Regions from separate parts of the Mus musculus genome. Here region 1 is linked to region 2. Evidence: chromatin contacts called from public HiChIP or PLAC-seq data. All regions are on one chromosome and are shown on one strand. The core of a region is the stretch at or near the end of the contact, and the rest is flanking DNA. Distances in the headings are between cores, read along the strand shown.

Region 1 (4,931 bases), core at 197-2,696, 860 kb after region 2:
CTATTCTGTCAAACCTTTCTCTGATTCGTCACTTTATCTGCCACTCAATATGACATCACTTTCAAACATGTATGCATTCTTCTACAAACTTTACCTTCATTGTCTGGAATTAAAGGTCTGTACTAAGGGCATGTCTATGTTCCAGCCAGAGGGATTAAAGGTGTGTGCCAAGGGCCAAGCCACACCACAACTAGACAAGGGTTTTGTTGTTGTTTTGTTTTGTTTTTTAGTAAATAACACAATCTCAGAGTATGATCACAGGGGTTCCCAGTGTAATCAAATATTCTACAGCACAGAACAGTACACAAGGCACTTAGGGTGATACTGAGAAATGCATTCCAAGGGTTGAGGAGAGCTCTTGCCTAGCTTTGACCTCCAGCAAAGGGTGGCTGGCATTTGCACATCTCCCTCCAAGCCTTTATAAACCTGGCATGGCGTGATGGGATGACTAATCCCAGCACTTGAGAGGTAGACGTGGAAGAGTCATCATTGACAGCATAGTGAGTTTGAGGGCAGCCTGGACTACTTGAGAGAGACCTCCTTGTCTCAAGAAGAAACGAGAGAGAGAGAGAGAGAGAGAGAGAGAGAGAGAGAGAGAGAGAGAGAGAGAGAACAGAGAAAATGACAAATAAAACCTCTCCCTGGAAAGAGAGTGGATGAAGGGAGAACAGAGAATAAAGAAAAGTGGATGAGGGCAGGGGGTGGGGGGTGGGGTGGGCCAGCAGGACAGGAAAGATTGAGGATGGGAAAGACAGACAGAATGGAACACAGGTAACCAGTACACAGGTAGGATTGGTGCTGCTCATGCAGGAGGCAGAGTGTGAGAAACCATCAGGGAAACTAACCCCCAATGATGGCTTCACCCAGAGGGTCAGGAGACCTGAAGGCTTAGAGGGAGCTGTGCAGATGCCAGCCACCCGTAGGCATCACGTGGCGATCTCTGAGGCCTGAGACACAGCCTGAAACTAAGAGGCAGACAAAGGGGAGGAGTCACCAAGATGGCAGTCTGTACCATGGATTGAGCAGCAGGAAGAGCTAAGGCTGGAGGCTGTGCGGAGAGGACACTAAAACAGGATTAACTAGTTAGAGTCAGGTAGTAGAAATGAGGGGAAGAAATCTGTCTTCTTTTCTCAGCCCTCCCCCTCCTCCTCTTTCTCCTAGGAAATCTATGTTGAAAAAAATAAAATAGTTCCCAATAAAAAGCCAAGCACACTGCAGACTGCGGTCCACAGCCTGCGCACGTTCCTCTTCCCAGGTTCCAGCCCCTAAAGGAACAAGGGATTTTCTGGTGCTCTTGTTTCTGCCTGTAACCTGCTTTCTGGCGGATCAAGTCCTTCCCTAGGATGCTTAAAAATGGGAGGAAGCCATTTCTAGGTATCAGGCTCCACACAGGGTGAGCCAGGGAGCTTTGGCGGTCAGGAGACTGAGAAGAGGACAGCAGGGTGCACAACTGCAGGTTGAGGTTGAAGCACGTGCTCCAACAGCCCCTGGGTGGGAAGCCTCCACTCAAAGCTAACAGCGGGCCGGAAGTGCTGAGCAAGCTGAAAAGAAAGGGCAAGGCTGGACCGCCAGGTACCCCCCCCCCCCCCCCCCAGAGCCGGGACACTCATTACTATGAGAAGCTGCCTGAGAGGAGCGGCCTGATCATGCTTGACGATTAGCTGTGCTGCTGGGAGAAGAGGTGTGGGGATTACGGAATACCCACGCTCTAGAGGTGGACAGTGATGGGGGGGTGGGAGGATCAGGGCAAGCAGCAGGTGCTGCTGCTGCTGCGTTCTTGGGATGGGGGAGAAAAGCATTGAGGTTTCTGTTCTGACCCACTGTAGGGCAGGTGCACTTCCAACTGGAAATACCTTAAAGCCTGGGGGGGGGGGGGGCGGTAATGAAGGCTCCTGCTGCTAGAAGCTGGCTGCAGTGGCACTGTGTTTAAAGCCGCAGGCTCAGCTTTCTGCACCTGGAGGAAGTGACTGTGCTTCCACGAGGCCCGGGGGATACTGCCCTTGTTAACACCTTCCAGCTCACCCCCACAGCCTATTCCCGCCCCACCAGCGATTGGCCCTCGGACCAGTCAGTCCTTGGGGAAGAACAATCTGAAGGTGGGTAGGTCTGGAAGTCCAGCAGGGATGAGTGAAGGATAGTCAGCTTGTCAAGGGAGCCTAGAACTTGGCTGAAATATAAAGTAAAAAAAAAAAAAAAAAAAAAAAATAGCCACAAGGCTGTGGGGGTGGGGAGGGTGGCGCACACCTTTACTCCCAGCATTCCAGAGGCAGAGGTGGATCTCTGAGTTCGAGGCCAACCTGGCCTCCAGAGCAAGTTTCAGGATAGCAAGGGCTACACAGAGAAACGGGGCGGGGGTGGGGGTGGGGGGTGGGGGGGAGGGGGGGTGGCGGGGGGGGGGCAGGGGAGATGGGATACCCATAAAGCTAGAGTCGTGGCTCAGTGAAGATATGCCTCCTTTGCATGTATGAGGCCTTAGGTTCATGTTAGATAATTTTGTGGTTTAATTTCTTGTGTGCGATAATGTGCTGTGATCAGATTAGAGAATTCTGGTCCTTAGGAGACACACTTTTCTGCACCACAGACACTAACAGGAAAGCAGGAGGAACACTCTGGCTTTGTCACTTGCTTTTGTCACTGACTTTAAAGGTTACCCTCACTAGTTCTGCGGGAGACACCATCTCTGACCGGTCAGTCGCAATGGTCATGGAACACAGAGATAGCTCAAATTACTACAACACCACCCAAGCGGGCCAGAGTTACGTGTCAGATGGGTGTGCCCCTTTCACCAGAGGCCCACACGGCCCCCCAGGGCACAGTGACACCACCCTTCCTGAATGCCTATTCTACAACCATAAGGTTTCTAAATGTACGGCATGGAGCACTGGCAGCTGGGCGGGTAGGTTCTAGATGGCCTGGCTTTAGAATGAACCACGCCTGTTCCCCAAAACAAACTAAACAACTGCAGGTTGCCTGTGTTAATATATACCCGGTAGTCCTAGCAGTCAGGGGCAGAGGCAGGCGGATCTCTGGGTCTTGGAAGCACATTCAGGGATTTCAAAACATCACACACACACACACACACATACACACACACACACATACACACACACACCACACACTTTTGCTGTTTTTGTGGGGTCCTGGGGACAAAACAAAACGCATCACCCAGGAGGTTGCCTGGGAAGCTGAGGCAAGAGAATCAAAATTAGTTAGGGCTACATAGCAAGCAAGAGGCCAAATTGGGCCACATGAAAAAGACAGCAGCCCCCGGGGCAGCCGTGACAGCTGACGAGAAGCCCAAGGCAGGCACACTCTGCTAAGTCCCCGCTGATGAGAAGCCCAAGGCAGGCACACTCTGCTAAGTCCCCATGGTCTTTTTCTCAGGGAGCGCCTGAGAAAAGTCACTGCTTTTCACTACTGATGGCTCTCTCTAGAGCCATGACTCCCCATCTTATAGATGGAGAAACCGCTCTGTCAGTGACAGGTCTCATCAGTCCTGAGGGCAGGGAGTGTGTGAGTTACCCTGTGGCTCCCCATGACTGGCAAAATGCCAGTGGAAGGGGGCAGGGAGGGAGAGTGCGCTGGGCTCGCCCTGTAGTGGCTGAGTGCTGAGTCGCTGGCCACTGTACACAGATGGTCCCACTTAAGCTTGATGAAGCCTCTGGAGGGTGGGATTATTAACCCCTAGAGGAAACCCTGGGCCAGGAGGTTAAATAGTGTGCCAAAGGTCACCCAGCAGAAATGAGCTGAAAGTCTTTGAACAAAAAACGTGTGCCCTTGACTGCCTGCCAGTGTACTGTTTTCTGACAGAGCAGGAGTGGACTTCAGGAATTCCTGAAGCCACTTTCCTTGAAAGGGGTTAGCACCGTGCTGAACTCAGATAATTGTGTGTGGGTGGCTGTCAATGCTAGTGAGTGAGTGAATGAATGAATTGAAAACCAAACTTCCTGGCTTTCCTCAAATGGAAGAATTTCTCCAAGAGCCTTTTTAATGCTCAGTCTAATTACAATTACAGCAAAAGGGCGCTGGAGAATTGCTGGGTCAGTCCTTTATAATCTGTCAAGTCCAATCTGCAGGCTGTTTATGTGTCGAGGTCAGAGCAGTCGTTGGCCACTCTCCTCTCAGTGTGGCAAAGAGAAGAACATGAAATCTGTGGATGTAAAACAGATTGACAGACAAGGCAATGCTGAGGTGGGGCCAGGGAGTACCAGAGTTCTAAGTTACTGTCATCCAGGCTGCTCCTCGCTGATCAGGCTTCTCTCTCCCTGGTTGGGCTTCTCCTTACTGATCAAGCTTCTTCTCTCACTGGTAATGCTTCTCTTTCCCTGGCCAGGCTTCTCCCTCACTGGCCAGGCTTCTCCCTCATTGGTCATGCTTCTCCCTCACTGGCTATGCTTCTCCCTCACTGGCAGGGCTTCTCCCTCACTGGCTATGCTTCTCTCTCACTGGCCAGGCTTCTCCCTCACTGGCCAGGCTTCTCCCTCACTGGCCAGGCTTCTCCCTCACTGGTCAGCTTCTCCCTCATTGGTCATGCTTCTCCCTCACTGGCTATGCTTCTCTCTCACTGGTCAGGCTTCTCCCTCACTGGCCAGGCTTCTCCCTCACTGGTCAGCTTCTCCCTCATTGGTCATGCTTCTCCCTCACTGGCTATGCTTCTCTCTCACTGGTCAGGCTTCTCCCTCACTGGTCAGGCTTCTCAGGCTGCCAGGTCACAGTTTTGCACTAACACTGAGCTGAATACCTATGCTGACTTGCCTGGGACATTCTCCGGGAGGCCAGCAAGATGAGGATGGCAGCATGGACCTGGCAGCTAAGCGGCTGTGACCAGCTTGTCAGGTGATTTTGGCAGAGTGAGCATCGCCCACTGTGCTCTGGAGTGCAGACCCCTGGGATTTTGAAGTGTGTAACTTGTGGTGAGAACTGCTTTTCCT
Region 2 (4,913 bases), core at 1,755-4,254:
TTAATGCGTTCCCTGAGCTGAACAATGAGGAGCTGTGACCTGAAGGTGGAGCGGCCACTGGGAAGACCAGAGAGGGCTTTCTGCTCAAGCAGGAGCAGGCTTTCCAGATACATTGTCAGGTTGTCAATATAAGGGCTTTGCTTCCGTTGAACCTGGGTGATTAAAAGGTATATCTTCACACACCAGGAGGTGGTGTTATACACCTTTAATCCCTGCACTCAGGAGGCAGAGGCAAGCCAATCTCTGTGAGTTCGGGGCCAGTATGGTCTAAAGAGTGAGTTCCAGGATAGCCAGGTCTGCATAGAGAAACCCTGTCTCACCCACATTCTCATCCAAGAACCCCAAGAGTGGAACATGGTTGTGTAAGGGGCACTGGTCCCTTCCTGGTTTGATCATCGGGCTACAGTGTCCACACTAAAGAGATTACAGCTCAATAGGACACAGTTCTCAGGTTCCTCTTGAGGTCTGAGGGCTCACTGTATATGTTCCAGAGTCTCCCCCACAGCCCCCCGCCGATGATGGAGCGGAGGAACCAGGGTCGGAGACCTCCGATGCTAAGAGCACTCCAACTGCTGAAGGTGGGGCCTCCCTACTCCCACCACTCCATTCATTCAGCTTACCTTGCTTTGAGCTTCCCCTCCCAACTCCACGCTACGCACTAGGGTTGCGGCTGCGCACTGTGTGCCACCCTCCCGGCTGCACTCGCTGCTTCCTATCCTGATGGCTGAGATGCGCTAGCCCGGTGCTTTGCAGGGTAGTGGGAGCGGGGACCTGCTTCTATGCCTGGCTCAACAGTGTGCGCCTTGAGCATCATTATCGTGCGTGTTGCCCTGAATGTTCCATGCTTGAAGAAGCTGGTCTGTGTAGCACAGCGAGGCTCACACACAGCTCAACAGGGTTCCCATCCTGAATCTGCTACCTTCCATGACCCCCTCAGAAGCCTCCACCTTACTTTTCTTTCAGGGATTCAAAGACCAGAATGCTCATTTGGCTGAGGAGGGGGCAGGTCAGAAGTCTCCCGCTCATCTGTTAGGAGCGGGTTTTGGTGTGGCATCTTCGTTTCTTGGGCTCTGGATTTTGGGCATGGAGTACGTTTCATCTCCTGTAATCTGTTCACTCCAGATATGTGGTGTCTAGGTTGTCGCAAAGCTCATTGTCTTTTTTCCTGAAATGCTCCCTGGTCGGCTGTCTTGCTTCCCAAGTGGGTTAGTTATAGTGCCACTGTTGGCTGCTGGAACCCAAAAGCTCTACCAACTGAAGAGGCTTTTTGCCTTGCAATCATAAGATACCCGGACATGGGCATAGCTCCCTAACGCCATGTATGCGCTTCTGTCTTTGTCTTCTGCCATCCTACGTGGTTGGACTGTTGCTTCATTGTTGAAGAATAGCTGCTGCGCTCCCAAACACTGTCATCTGCCTTGGAACAAGAACCATGGCTGGTGAGACAGCTCAGAGGATGAAGGCGTTTACCATGCAAGCCTGGGGACCCGAGTTCAATTCCCCAGAACCTTTGTAAAGGAGGAAGGACAGAACCGACTCTACAAAGTTGTCCTTTAAGTTCCCACACACTGTGATGGCATGTGCCCACAGAGATGTATTACACACGTGTTCCATAATAATGAATGAAAGACAGGCAGAGGTGGTGCACGCCTTTAATCCCAGCACTTGGGAGGCAGAGGCAGGCAGATTTCTGAGTTTGAGGCCAGCCTGGTCCACAGAGAGGGCTCCAGGACAGCCAGTGCTACACAGAGAAACCTGTCTCAAAAAAAAAAAAAAAAAAAGCAAATAATAAAAATAAGAATGAATGAAATTGAAATTAAAAACAAAAACAAAACAAACAAAAACAGTCACCAAAAGGACCCCGAAGAAGCCAATGTGTTGCCAAAACTAAATCAAGAGTTTTCTATTATAAGCTCCTCCTGGATGTTTTCATTTTCATTCACTGGCCAGAACTGGCTCTCTGGCCACCGTGGGCTGCATGGCTGTCCCCACCTTGCTTTTGGATCCATTGAGTAGAAGAAATCAAGGAAAAGGGACATGGAGAATGGCTTTTAACTAATCGTCCATAGCTCCTCCAGCCTTCCAAGGAGGTTGGAGCTTCCACTCTGAGCCCTTTCTGCATCCCTGAACATGGCTTGGGCGTTCTGTTACAGAAAGAGAATTTGGCCAGGCCCTCTCCCGCAGCATCTGCCTTTGGATAAATCCAGAACATAGCTGTCAAGCTCCTGCCAATTGTTCGGCATGCTGGCCCATCCCCGGAGGATGCAGGTGGCATGGCCCTTAGCCTGGTGACAACCTCCTGGCTAGATTTCCTTTGCCCTTCTGAAAACCAGCGATGCAAGACACTTCCTGCTCATCCTGTTAGAACAGGTCTGCAAGCTGTCTGCCACCCTGAGAAAGCCTTGGAGCCAAAGCTGGGGCAGGCTTCCCAAACGTGGCTTTCACTGCTCTGTCACCATTGTCCAGGAAGAAACAACCCACTCATGCAGTCTGGACCTGTACATGCGTGGGCCCCCACATGCCTCACTCACCCTCAGGGAGGGAGGCAGCTGGGGCTGAGCTCAGCGAGCTGTTTTATCTGCACCAGACAGGATCATAAGGAAAATAGCCTTTGTGGACTAGCTGTGTGGAATTCTGGGAATCCCTTGAAACCGGCCACTCCTTGGGTGTGCCTCGCATACCTAGTAGAGAGGCTGGGGGTTCGGGAGGAGCTAAAGTGCTTGCTTTGAAAAGATGCCCCCAGGTCCTGGTCTGGGATCTCTTATCTCTTGCATCATCGAGGAAACTGGATCTGGCCTGGTTATTGCCACATAAGGAACTCTGGTGCCTTTTAATGAGATGTGAGGAGGTTGGGGGCAGGGAATTAGAAGTGGTAGAAGTTTTAAAGGTCACCTACAGATGGCACTCTTGTTCTACACTTGTGGAAACAAAGGCTAGGGTGACAAAAGGCTTACTCAAAGCCCCACAGGAAAGCGGCTCAGTCTATTTCTCAGCTTCCTCATATTGCCTGATGAGTCCCAGCTGCGGGGCCCCTGCATTGCAGTGAGGATCACACAGCTGACCCCCAGGAGTCAGGCTGTGTCCCTCGTCATCCTTACATGACCCCTGTAGGCTTTCCAGGCAGGGGGTCCTCCTGTTAGTGTGCTTCCTGGGGAGATGGGCAGGAAGGAGGACTGTGGCCCTGCTTTGAGCTGGCTTTTCTTGCATGTGGCTGGCAGGCCCCACTCCTTGCACTGCCCCTGCATAAGCAGAGGGGTGACTGTTGGTGGTTTCCAGACGTGACTGCGCCCCTAGTGGATGAGAGAGCTCCCGACAAGCAGGCCGCTGCCCAGCCCCACACGGAGATCCCAGAAGGAATTACAGGTGAGGGTGAGCCCCGGAGCTGCCTTGGACAGGTCACCCTCATAGTCGGGTGCAGCAGATGAGTAAGCCGCTCTGGCTTCTGGGGCTCCTGGCTATTTAGCAGTGGCGGCCTTGGAGTCTGACTGCCTCCCACAAGGCTACAGAGTCCTCTGATTCCTGCTGGCCCCCACCTCAGTCAGTGTGCCTATTAGAAAGGTTCTCAACAGAGTTCTCTGGGGAAGGTTTCCTGCCTTCTTCACATTTTCTCCAGGCCCAGCAATAGTAAGTAGCAGGTCACCTTTAGGGGACAGTTTACTCCCAGGAGCACCAAGCAGGCTACATCGACTACATAACTGAATCCTTCTGATGGTCTAATGGGATGGTGCTGTTGTTCGGAAATGTGACCTCACGTCCATCTTTCGGGTTCGGTCTATGTAGTCTGCTCTACCAATGTGGGTGACAAGGAATTAGGCAGCGAAGCAGCAAAAAGAATCCTGGGCTCGGACGCTCAGTCCTTCGTAAGTCATCCTGCAGGGACGGAGGGCTAGGCAAGAAATCATCATAGCCCAGAGCCTGGTACCTTCCCTTTGTGCTGTCCTCCATGGCCTCAGGGAGAACTCCAGCAGTTAGCAGGATGAACCCAAGTTGCCCAGTTAGCTACCGAGACATGCCTGATCTCACCGTGGCAGAGATGGGAAGACCCCTTGCTGAGGAGTGCCTCTCTGCAACTATGCCAGTCACTCCTCCTCCTTACAGTGATCCAATGTCTGACTAAGGCAACTCTAGGGTCTGTTAGGGCTCGTCGTGGTTTTAGGGGATAGACTCCATGTGACAGGTGGCGGCACGGTGGCGGTCACACTGCATCTGCAGTTAGGAAGCAGACAGCAGCGAATGCTGGTGCTTAGCTGGCTTTCTCCTTTTTCCCCAGGACCCCAGCCCATGGGATGGTGACACCCATATTCAGGGTAGGTTTTCCCTGCTCAGTTAAACCTTTCTGTGAATACCCCCGGAAGATGCGCCCAGGGGTGTGTCTCCTAGGTGGTTCCAAGTCTAGCAAGTTGACAATGAAGAGTGAGCACCCTAGGAGCCTATAGCCAGCCTTCTCTCGCACACCCATGGAGAATGCCCACTACAGAGCCACCCCGGCTTTCAAAATGTGTTTCTGCTTTGCAAAGTGATTGACTGGCAGTAGTGGCTTCTGAGACAGAAGGGGTTAGATGTTCTTAAATCCTGGCCAGGCCTCAGCCTTGCTCATGAAGGATGCTTGAAGGTCACAGACACCTTACGGGGGTGAAGTCATGGGTCATATGATACTTTTTGTCTCTGGCTATTCTTTCAAAGGTTTTTTGTTTTTGTTTTTTTTTTTAGATTCATTTATTTTATGTATGTGAGTACACTGTCACCGACTTCAGACACACCAGAAAAGAGAATCAGATCCCATTACAGATGGTCATGAGCCACCATGTGGGGGCTGGGAATTGAACTCAGGACCTCTGCATGAGCAGTCTGTGCTCTTAGCCACTAAGCCATATCTCTACATCAAAGTTTTGTCATTGAAGAAGTTTGTCCTC

The links. HiChIP or PLAC-seq counts read pairs in DNA pulled down with a chosen protein or histone mark.
Region 1: an H3K27ac HiChIP or PLAC-seq map of embryonic stem cells shows a contact between it and region 2, with 6 times the contacts expected there. The contact joins two enhancer-like sites. A contact is called at or near these places in 1 of 39 promoter capture datasets (cranial neural crest), 2 of 484 Hi-C or Micro-C datasets (the G1E-ER4 cell line and embryonic stem cells), 6 of 115 datasets of contacts at active chromatin or transcription factors (embryonic stem cells and extraembryonic endoderm stem cells) and 1 of 9 other capture datasets (embryonic stem cells).

What each region holds. Positions count from the first base shown.
Region 1 is chr11:105,149,940-105,154,870 of GRCm38.p6, forward strand. No RefSeq gene overlaps it. Among named protein-coding and RNA genes, the nearest start is that of Mettl2, 26 kb to the left of the region's middle. Within about 2 kb of position 1,447, at least 60 of the 459 cell types and tissues checked have an H3K27ac peak or open chromatin away from gene starts, as enhancers often do. A contact at or near this core is called in the G1E-ER4 cell line and embryonic stem cells, where this site is marked.
Region 2 is chr11:104,286,632-104,291,544 of GRCm38.p6, forward strand. It overlaps Mapt (microtubule-associated protein tau), which reads left to right. Exons shown (of 12, transcript NM_001038609.2): 3 at 492-578; 4 at 3,277-3,363. Among named protein-coding and RNA genes, the nearest start is that of Mapt, 58 kb to the left of the region's middle. Within about 2 kb of position 3,005, at least 247 of the 459 cell types and tissues checked have an H3K27ac peak or open chromatin away from gene starts, as enhancers often do. A contact at or near this core is called in the G1E-ER4 cell line and embryonic stem cells, where this site is marked.